Regions from separate parts of the Mus musculus genome. Here regions 2 and 3 are each linked to region 1. Evidence: chromatin contacts called from public HiChIP or PLAC-seq data. All regions are on one chromosome and are shown on one strand. The core of a region is the stretch at or near the end of the contact, and the rest is flanking DNA. Distances in the headings are between cores, read along the strand shown.

Region 1 (3,657 bases), core at 216-2,715:
AAGATCCAGAGGAAGGAAGGGGAGTCTTGAGAGGGAGAGAGTCCTGATAGACTGAACAGCCTGGCAGAGTGCACACACAGGAAGTAGAAATGGCTGCCCGGTCGAATGGTTGTGTCCTGCCTGCTCACCTTTTCCGAGCCTTGCCTAAGTGCCAGGTGTGGGTAAGGCGCTCTGCACTGTGCCGTCTGTCCGTACAGACTGGGGTAGGCTGCATGGCGTGTGCGGCCTATGGACTTTGTTTCCTGAAGTGCAGCTTCTGGAAGGTACCTTGTGCAAGCTACGGGTGGTGCACCCCCCTTGCGCAGAGCCAGTGCGTGTGAAGCACAGAGAAAGCCCTCCCATCCCCCAACACAGCTTCAATCTCAGGGAAGTCAGATGCTTGAAAGGAACTCTTAAAAACATGGCTCTGTTTCTTAGCTGTCCAAACCCAGCTTCTACCAAACCCTCCGGCCGGGTTAGCTGAAGCAGTGAGCCCTGAACCGACTGAGGTAGGCTAGGAGGTCAGAAGAGCTGGATCCTGTACATCCTTAGAAAAAAAGTAGGCTTGTCCTGAGGGTGGTGGGAGGGAGAGGTGCGGTGAAGGGGTGTCGTGGTCTAGTGTGCCCTTTGGGGGAAAGATCACAGATCTGCAGAACAGACTGGAGGGAGGCCCGTGTGGCCAGGAAAAGCCCCATGAGGAAGGAACATGGCAGGAAACCTGGAGAGAGGTGTCCACGGTGGGGGACTGAGGGAGGAAGGTGAACCAGATAGCCTCCAACAGCAGCCGAGGAGGGGACAGGAAGACCCCCGTGGGTCTGGCTTTCAGGATGTCAAGAGAGTACCAGTCACCAAGAAAGAGATGATGTGTGTCACAAGTTGAGGTCAGGATCTGAACTCAAGGGGTTTCCCAAATGTCCAGGTGATGTCCCCTCTGGGAGACTTAGCTGAGAAATGTCAGGCTTGGGGTCAGCCCTAGGTTCAGACCTCAGCCCCCCAAGCTTACCTCCAGGATCTTGAGGTGGTCATCACCTGCAGTGGGGCTCAGGAACTCATATAATCCTTAGGTTAAACAGGGGACCAACTCGGTCCAGAGTTGCTGTGGGCACTCAACCTCCCAAGGCAGGAAGGAGTCTATCTCACAGTTGAGTCTTAACCCCAGACTTCATGACAGTCACCTAGGTGGTGACCTGGTGTCCACCACAGTCAGGGAGCGCAAGACCTGGGCTCTGCCACCCCCAAGAATAAGCCCCTGTCCTTGAGTCATGTCTCCATTTTCTTATCTGTGAAATGAACATAGAATCATTTGCTCTTTTTGACTGCTGGGGTGGAGGATCCAGAGAGAAAGGATGTGGAATTCACAGAGGCCTTGGGAGTGTGGCTGAAATTGTCTTCCCTTCCTGCCAAAGATGCCCAGGGGTAATGACAGAATGGGCCGTTCCTGCAGGTTGCTGGGAAACACTAGGACAGAAACCCTGGGCGGGGGAGAGGGTGCGCCCCCTTGTGGAAATGTCTGTGTTTGCTGCCTCCTGGAGAAGAGGGGCCGCCTAGAGAGGAAGGTGGGGCCTGCAAAGACTTCTGTGTCTAGGGGCTGATTTTGAATGTTGGGTAGATTCACAAGGAAGGGTGGTATCAGATGCCAGAGAGTAGCTGTCAAGGCTTCTCAGAGGGAAGCTGAACGTGCGGTGAGATATTAAGAGAAAAAGAACATTCAGCGATCTTATTCTAGCCTAGGCTGATAGGAATCTGTTGCACAGGTTGACCCCAAACTCATGTGATCCTCCTGCCTCAGCTTCTATGTGCTGGGGTTACAAGCATGAGCCACCAGGCCTGGCTTCATTTGATTTCTAAGTCAAACTTTACTACAGCTTGTATGTGTAACCATGCTGTGTACTGAGCTCAGGACTGTTTCAGTACTGGGCTCAGTAGTTTCAAGCGCCCACTGGGGATGGAGTGTCCTGGAGAAGATCCCTTGTTGCTAAGGGGCGGGTGCTACTGTGTTAGACTCTGGCTGTATAGCTGTTTGCTGCCTTGTGCATAGTGGGGTGTTTCATAACTTCCTGAGCATTGCTTAACATATGCAGTATGTGTATGTATGTGTGTGTAACAGACACACACACACACACACACACACACACACACACACACACCTCCAGTGTGACAACCCAAATACTACCAGACACTGACAAGCACATGCCCTGGTTAAATAATGCTGCTTCCCATGATGATGGCTCCTGGGCTCTTTGTGCCTCCATTTTCCCTTCTGTCAATTCAGGATAATATGAGTCTGAGTCAGTCGCTTGTATGAAGAAGAGAGCTGGTCTATATGAAGCACAGTCAATAGTATGAGTCAGGCTAGCTCCAATCTCACCATTCTCCTGCCTCAGCCTCCTGGGCTGCTGGGGTTACAGGCACATACAGCCATTCTGGCTCTTGTCATGCTAAGCCAATGGTGCAGCAGCAGCTAAGGAGCCATGACCTTGAGCTCTTAGTGCCCCAGGAGGAGAGCAGCTCCTGTGTCCCACAATAGCAGTTTGGGATGCCAGAGACGGAAATGGGGAGCCAGAGTGGGGATGAGGCGTGGGGTGCACTCACAGGAGGCAAAGAGGGCAGCCTTCCCAGAGGAGGTGGGAGCCCAGCTGGGCACAAGCAGTCTGTGTGCCAAAAGAAGTGGGTGGGATCATCTCTCTTCCAACACTTCTTTAAAAGTAAAACACAAAGGGCCCTGGACTGACATTTCCATTAGGAAGTTCTGTCACCCCTCCAGGTACGTGGCACGAACATGCAGGAAGTGCCACCTTGCGTGGGCCTGGGAGATATGGGCGGCAAAGATATCCCCGCCCCTTCAGTGATGCCAGAGGCCCAAACTGGTTGCTGCTGATGACCTGCGCTCTTCTTTCCATACAGCTACAGCCTCCGCCTGGCATCGCGATGCGCCTCATCAACAGCCCCTTATATCACCAGACAATGCAGAAAGGTCAAGGCTGCAGCAGCAACTCAGTTCCAGGGACCCTTCTTCAAAGAGTAGGCACTTTGTCTGCTCCTTAACAGGTAGGAGACAGAGGCGCCCTGGCACCATCTCCTGGCTCTTGGGTCCGAGGGTGGGGTCCAGGTACATCTTGGGTGAGTGAGTAAGCGGGAGAGATGGTGTGTCAAGCACCCTCCAGGCTAGCACGGGGCCTTCTGCAGGCATGAGTTTTATAGCTTAGCAAGAAGATTCTGGACCACCAGGGTTCAAACCCTAGCTTCACCATTTACTGGCTGTAGGGCTACAAGTCAATTTCTCCAAGTCTCAACTTCCGTATGTGTAAAGGTGGACTTGCGGCCTCCAGAGGGGAGAATGCCAAACCATTCTGTGTTGATGTTGCCCATTGGATGATATTTTTGCTATGGCATCCCAAACAGACTCAGGCAATAAGAGACTTCTTTTAACATTGTGTAATACAACTGGTCCAGCGATGAGATCAGTGCATATGCTTGCCCACACCAGGCCTGCCAACCCTCAACCATGGAAGGGAGGTTGCACGGCCCTTGTATTCCCACTGCTGAAGCGATGGCCACTGGGAGACTCTGGGAAATGGGGAGCTAGTGCCGTCAGTTGAGTACCCACTGGTGAGCTCCACTAGATGTCTCTAGTGGAGAGGTTCAAACCCACAATCACACAGACAGCCCTGGTTACAC
Region 2 (3,485 bases), core at 423-2,922, 1.1 Mb after region 1:
AAAGAATTATGTAATAATAACAACAACAACAACAATAGCAGCTGCAGGTGTTTGGCTTGCAAACCCCATTCTGAGTTCGAGGCCAGCATGGACTATAGAGTGAGTCCCAGGACAGCCAGGGTTATACAGAGAAAACCTGCCTCAAAAAAAAAAGTTATTTTCGTGTGTGTGTGTGTGTGTGTGTGCGCGCGTGAGCGTGTTTGCACACACGCTCATGTGCATGCATGCATGCACACTCACCTAAGATCAGATGCCTGCAGAGACTACAAGGGGGCACCGGATCCCCTGGGGCTGGAGTTAACAGTGGTTGAGTTGCCCAGTGTGAGCGCTGGGAGATGAACGTGGGACCTCTGTTCAGTGAGTATGCATAATTGCTGAGTCATCTCTCCAGACTCATGAGTGTGACATTTGAGTGACAGGTCCGTGGGAGCCAGCATGGCGTGCTGCAAGGGTACAGTAGTTCCTCATGCTCCCAACCTGCATACTTTGGAAAGGCAGGCTGCTTCCCAGAGGCCCAGGCTGCCCTGTGCTTCCCACTCACCAGCTCCCCTCCATACCATACTCCCAAGTCCTATTCAAAGTACCTTACTATTTTTATTTTATCTATATGAGTATACTATCTCCAGACACACCAGAAGAGAGCATCATTACAGATGGTTGTGAGCCACCCTGTGGTTGCTGGGAATTGAACTCAGGACCTCTGGAAGAGCAGTCAGGACTCCTAACCATTGGGCCATCTCTCCAGCTCCCATCAAATTACCTTATTTCCTTATTCATGCGCCCATCCATTCATTTTTAGAGAGAGTCTCGTGTAGCTTAGGCTGGCCCCAAACTGCTGTGTGGCTAAGGCTGACCTTGAACTCCTGACCTTTCTACTTCCACTTCCTGTTTAGATTACTCAGGCACTGCACGGCAGAGGTCATGTAGTTCTAGGGATTGAGCTCGGGGCTTCCTATGCTAGGTAAACCGGCTGCCCACTGGGGCTGCAGCCTGAGCTCATGGCCTTTCCTTTCTCCTAGCTGCATCTCCGCAACTAGTTGTGTTGGTAGCCTTGGCAACACTGTTTGATGGACAGGCTTACTTAACCCTCTGTCTCCAACTGACAGCTTCCAGGCCTCACATCTGGGTGATCTACAGTAAGTAAAGTAAGGGGTGACTGTAATAGGACTGGGACCAGAGTAGATGCCTGCTTCCAGCCCTGAGTGGTGTCCTTCCTTAGTCACCAACTTAGTGACCTTAATTAACAGTCACTTGTGCGAGCAGAAAGGACATTGTGGGGACAGTGGTTTTAGCTGCCAGAGAGGCCAGCTCCCTCCGAGCAGCTGGGCTGTGTTGGTTTGGCTTTGCTCTCTTGTCCTTATTTGGGTCACTTAGTGGAAGCAAGCAGCTGCAGGTCTCGGGGGATCCCTGGGTCCAGGTCCTCTCTGGCTCACCCCTATCCTGCCTCAACTGTCATGTGTCCACAGGGAATCCCTAGAAGAGTGGCAGTCTCTTCTCTGGGGGTGACATGCTGGTCCCCAGCAGCTCCAGACCCTGCTCTGTCTTCCTGGGAACCAGAGAGTTTCCAGAAGAGAGAATCAGGTGGCTCTTTTTGGGTTCTGACAGGGGAGAGACCACACCTTCAGGGCAAGGGAGTGTGTGTGTGTGAGAGAGAGGAACCAGAGGAACTGATTGGTCAGGCTGGCCACGCCCAGTCTTAGAACCGGAAGTGCACAGGGATACTAGATGCTCACAGGATCGTTTGAGTATTCAGGGAATAGCTCTGGTCAACCTGCTCCCCCAATCTGGTGTGTCAGTACCCCAGCCTTCAGGGGACTCCCACCCCCACCCCGGGCATCATTTATGTGACAAGCTTGGACAGCTTCACACTCTGTAGAGATAAGGGACATATTTGAAGTGTCCCTACAGTGGCCTATTTTATAACTAACAGTTGTTAGTTATAATATCTATTTTCCTGTCTGCCATTTCTCCCTCTTTGAAGTTTCCTAAAGATGCCCACACCCGTGTGGTGCTGGGGTCTGAGTTGTTTCTCTGGGATACTTGTCGCTGATTCCCCAGCACCTGGGTACTTGGCTGGTGTCTGTTGGCCCAAGGGAATGGGAACAGATGACCCAGGGCTGTACAAATGTCCAGAGCAGGCAAGAGCCCTGAGCCTGTGGGTTAATCTCAACCCCTGGTCCTCTGCTGATGTAGCTCAGTGAGGGCAGAGTCCTGGGACACGAGACAGGCTTCAGGCATCCTCGTGAATGGCCATGAGCCTCAAGTTGAGGGATCATGAGACTGGTGGTAAAGAGGCCCTGGTCAGCCTTCGGTTTGGACCCATGGTAGCTGATCTAAGGCCCTGGCATTCAACCTCACTATTGCTTGTTTTCTATCAGGCCTTTATCCCTCTCTGCTTCTGCCATTGGCGGATGAAGTTCGTTTCTCACGGGAGCTGTGGATAGAAGGTTTCGAGCAAGGGGGGGGAGGGGGGGCGGAGACAAACCTGCAGGGCATGGGCGTGGGTCACGTGAGGGGCGGGGCAGCGGGTGGGGAGCGGATTCTGGACTCTTGACTCTGGTTTGCAACCGAGCTCTGTTACTGATTAGCAAGTTTCTTTGGGCAGAGTGAGATAGCTCGTGGGGCCTCAGAGTCCACCGCCCCCCCCCCCCGCCGCCCCGTGGTGGGGGGGTAATGGCCACAGTGTGTTCGTTTAATCGCAAGGATGAAGGTGATCACCTGGGGCTAGTGATAGCATCAGTGCATGTTAGCTATTCCGAAGATTTTGAAGACGCTCCCCGTAGGAACAAAAGCCCCCTCCCCAGTAAAGTGTATGACCCTTTATGTGTAACCTGAAGCTCACTACATGCGTGTGGCATACCAGGAGTCCCAACTACTATAGAAATCAGCCTAATGACATTTAACTGGAAGACAGCCAATCATGGAGTACCTGTGGCCATTTGGGCTGGCTAAATTACACCCTTAACTCTCCCTGGAAGGCTACACCATCTTCCCAGAATCGCATCTCTGTTAACCTTCAGGCTGGTGACATGGTGATTCGTCTTCAAAGTTCACTCTTGAGACCTGTGTAGTTGAGTTTTTAAAAAAGGGAAAAGTCCAGCCGGGCGGTGGTGGCGCACGCCTTTAATCCCAGCACTTGGGAGGCAGAGGCAGGTGAACTTCTGAGTTGAGACCAACCTGGTCTACAGAGTGAGTTCCAGGACAGCCAGGGCTACACAGAGAAACCCTGTCTCAAAAAACAAAACAAAACAAAACAAAACAAAACAAATAAAAGTGTCTTCACATTGTGCTTAAAGTAAGTTTACAGTTCTGTGTTGGACTACATTCATAGCTGCCCAGGGGAGAGTGAAGCTTTCGGGCCATGGCTAGACAAGCCTGCGTTGTGATGGGGTCCTTGCGTATGTGACTGCATCATAGATCTCGAAGGGAAAAAGGTACCTGTGGCTCATCTAGTTGGCTTCAGCAGTCCCTGAGTCTGAAGAGAG
Region 3 (3,450 bases), core at 910-3,409, 1.1 Mb after region 1:
AGAAAGATACATTATCATCAATGTTTTAGGAATGTCGGATGTCACTGAAGTGTTGATTTTTTTTTTTACCTGTGCAGAACTTATTTGGTGTGTGTTATAAGAGAGAAGTAGGGATGGATGAGTGGGAGGGACAGAAAACACGGCATTCTGGTCACAGTGGTACACACCCATAATCATAGCACCGGGAAGGAGACTGGAAAATGAGTTCATTTATACTCAGCTATAGAGTGAGTTTGAGGACAGCCTGGGCTACCTTGAGAACTTGTCTAAAACCCCCAAACCCAAGAATGATGACAAAAATATTAGCAAACTCTCCAGGTAGTGAGCTCAGAGGAATTACACCTCTACCCCTTCCTTTTCTTTCTTTTGATGTGTCTGGGGTGGGGGTGGGGGCATGGCAGCACTGTTCACACTCAGTGCCACAAAGGTCAGAAGAGGGGATTAGATCCCTGGGAACCTGGGTGATGGATGACCGTGAGCCACCATGTGGATGCTGAGAATCAAACCTGAGCCCTTTACAAACCTGAGAAGACAGTGCTTTTAGCCTCTGAGCCATATTTCTGGCTCTCTTCGCTTTTGTTTCTTTCTTTGTACCCTCACCTACCCTCAAACTCACAATCCTCCTGTCTCAGCCTCCCCAGGGCCAGGTCACAGGCACGCACCACCACATCTGGCTCTCTGTCCACTTTAAAGATCTCCGTATATTCGACATTTTCCTCATAAGATGATGGAGGGAATCTGTGCAGAGTCCTGATCACATAGAATCCTTCATCTTCGTACTTTGCCTTTAGAAGTCAGTCCTTGGACCAGGGAGATGGCTCAGCAGGTAAACGTACTTGCCAAAGGAGCCTGGGGAGGTGTGTTTGAGTTTTGATCCCCATCACCCACCCACAGCGGAAGGAGGAAACAGATGCCTGCAAGTTGTCCTATGATCTCCATATGCTTACTGAGGTGTACAGATATCTCAGTAACACACACACACACACACAGTTTTAAAATAAAAATCGAAAGCATCCTTTCCTAATTTCAGTATATGGAGAAGTGCAGCAACTTACAAAGCAAGAATCAGTTGAAGCCTGCTTTTTCCATTGGCTGACTCCTGGTGCTTTGAACTCACTGGGAGCCTGTGGGTCTCTGACCTGGAGTGTAAGAGGCCCAACTTAGCATCAGTAATAGCTGATGGAGTCTGTTGTTGCCAGGCAACCTGGGAGAGAGTAACTCACCCGCAGTGTCTGAACTAGTAAGCGCTGGGTCATAACCAAGCAAAAACGAGCAGTGGGTGTCACGAGCAGTGGGTGTCACGGAGAAGAAGGCCGAGGGAGGGGGCAGCCGCTGTCTGTGACATTTGGGTTGTGGTTGGGATATTTGGAGCTCTGTTTTGTTTCTCTAGTTAAGAAAAAACATCGGGAATCTGGAGAGGTGACTCGGGTTAGTTAGAGGTTCTGGAGAGGTGACTCGGGTTAGTTAGAGGTTCTGGAGAGGTGACTCGGGTTAGTTAGAGGTTCTGGAGAGGTGACTCGGGTTAGTTAGAGGTTCTTACTGCTCTTGCAGAGGGCCCAGGTTCAGACCTGCGCACCCAGGTGGCATGGCAGGTCACAGCCGCTTGTAACTTCAATGCCAGGGGATCTGATGCCCTCTTCTGACCTCTGCATGCCCCTGCATATACCTGGTGCACATACATACCCTCAAGCACATATATGTTCACATAAGATAAATAAATAAATTTATTTTTTAAAAAAAAAAGAGTACATTCTGCTGATGTTTAAATGGACCAGTCATGTGAAACCGCGCCAATTCCTCCCCCAGCCCCAGACCCTTTTCTATAAAAAACCCATAGCTTTCAAGCCTCATGGTCGAATCCACTGTCTCCTGCATGAGATACTTTTCGACCCGGAGCTCCACCATTAAACTACCTTGTGTATTTACAGAGAGAGAGAGAGAGAGAAAAATGCCTTGAATTTGATTATCATATTTCAATGCTTCTCTGTTAGTGATCACTATTAGGAAAGATGACCTTCAAAAGACAGAGCTAGTCCATCACCTGGACACTCCCTGTCTCCCTCTCCCTCAGGACTCCATGACATCAGGAGACCCCAATTCATCCACTCAGGCTTAGAATGTGTTTCTCTAACCAAACCCTTTCTGGACCCTCCTGTAGGGAAATCAGAAAGAATGAAAGCGTATTTGAAGAGCGCTGATGGCTTTTTTGTCCTGAATAAAAGCACCACAATCGGCAAGCATGCAGATTCAGACCTCGTCTTACAGGTGAGGTACACGGCGTACGCCTGTCCCATGCACCCCGCCCCCCCAGCTCTCCTCCATGTGAGGTAGACTTGAGTCTCCCTAAGCCCAACTGCCACAGGTAGCAAGCAGCCAACTCTGTCCTTGGACAGCCAAGATCCATGCAGGAATCTTCCCGATGGCAGAGGGGAGCTGGCATTTGGTATCGGAAGGTGATGGGCCTTCTGTTAGTTAACAAACTCATGTCCTTACAGGTCCCAAATTGCCCCCCTGTCCAGAAGCAGCGTTCTGGGGGAGCTTAGAAGGGGTGCGCGGGGCAAGTACATTGAAGTGTTCTTCTTTACCATGTGCCCAGGGAAGGGTCTCTTTTTCCAACACCCCTCCAAGGCCTTCCCTTTCCATAGCTTGGCTCTAAGGGGCCCCTGGAGCCCAGGAAGCTCCAAGGTGAAGCCTTGGGCTTAGCCGTAGTCTCTCGTAATTGAACTTCATTTTCTGACGAGCTGTGGTTTGGTGGTCCAAAGCCTCAATTCACTGACAGCTGAGGAAGTGGAAGAAAGAGATGAATAATGAAAACAGAGACTCAGAAGCTCTTTAAATATTCAAGCAGGCTAAAATATTTTAGAGAGACGTGGGATGGGGCCTCCCACAGCAGAGGAGCTAGCTTCCCTGAAACCTTGCGCCACAAGCCTTTAATAAGCTTTTTTTTTTTTTTTTTTTGAAAAGGGAGACGGAGTGTGCCCCTCACACTGTTTCCTGGGTGGTTATGCTAGTGTGATGTATGTATAACAGCATCAAAGCAGTCCAGAGCACGGGCCGTATGTATGTGTGTAGCAGGGGTTGCCTGTGGAGGGTAGGTACCCATGATTTTATCATGGGTGCAGATTCATTTGCAGAAGCCAAGATGCCAAACAGCTCACCACCGGAGATCTAGACACCACTTCCTAGTTACAGTGGCCCCTCCCACAACCACCCCTAAGCCCTGAAACCAGTACTGTCTTCTCCACGTCGATAATTCTGTTGTTTGAGGAAAGTTACTTTAATTAAATCATACGGTGTGTGATTCAGGGTTTGATTTGAGTTGGTTTCCCTTTCCCTCAGGCCTAGAGATGCACTTAGGTTGCTAGCTTGTTTCTTTTTATTGCTGAGTAGCAGACCACGGTACAGACATGGTGCCGTTTGCTTAGCCGGTCATATACTGGAAACGGTGAT

The links. HiChIP or PLAC-seq counts read pairs in DNA pulled down with a chosen protein or histone mark.
Region 2: a contact with region 1 is called in an H3K27ac HiChIP or PLAC-seq map of acute myeloid leukemia, with 10 times the contacts expected there. The contact joins two enhancer-like sites. A contact is called at or near these places in 1 of 115 datasets of contacts at active chromatin or transcription factors (acute myeloid leukemia) and 1 of 9 other capture datasets (embryonic stem cells).
Region 3: a contact with region 1 is called in an H3K27ac HiChIP or PLAC-seq map of acute myeloid leukemia, with 15 times the contacts expected there. The contact joins the promoter of Fhad1 here to the enhancer-like site in region 1. A contact is called at or near these places in 5 of 39 promoter capture datasets (the 3T3-L1 cell line, the C10 cell line, frontonasal cranial neural crest and 2 more), 1 of 115 datasets of contacts at active chromatin or transcription factors (acute myeloid leukemia) and 1 of 9 other capture datasets (embryonic stem cells).

Annotation. Positions count from the first base shown.
Region 1 is chr4:143,111,004-143,114,660 of GRCm38.p6, reverse strand. Prdm2 (PR domain containing 2, with ZNF domain) reads left to right here. Exons shown (of 10, transcript NM_001081355.3): 9 at 2,884-3,027. The coding sequence ends at 3,004. Among named protein-coding and RNA genes, the nearest start is that of Mir7021, 23 kb to the left of the region's middle. Within about 2 kb of position 1,465, at least 45 of the 459 cell types and tissues checked have an H3K27ac peak or open chromatin away from gene starts, as enhancers often do. A contact at or near this core is called in acute myeloid leukemia, where this site is marked.
Region 2 is chr4:142,051,653-142,055,137 of GRCm38.p6, reverse strand. The region is part of intron 1 of Tmem51 (transmembrane protein 51); the gene reads left to right. Among named protein-coding and RNA genes, the nearest start is that of Tmem51os1, 31 kb to the left of the region's middle. Within about 2 kb of position 1,672, at least 39 of the 459 cell types and tissues checked have an H3K27ac peak or open chromatin away from gene starts, as enhancers often do. A contact at or near this core is called in acute myeloid leukemia, where this site is marked.
Region 3 is chr4:142,010,360-142,013,809 of GRCm38.p6, reverse strand. It overlaps Fhad1 (forkhead-associated (FHA) phosphopeptide binding domain 1), which reads left to right and starts at 2,159. Exons shown (of 32, transcript NM_177868.4): 1 at 2,159-2,265. The coding sequence starts at 2,173.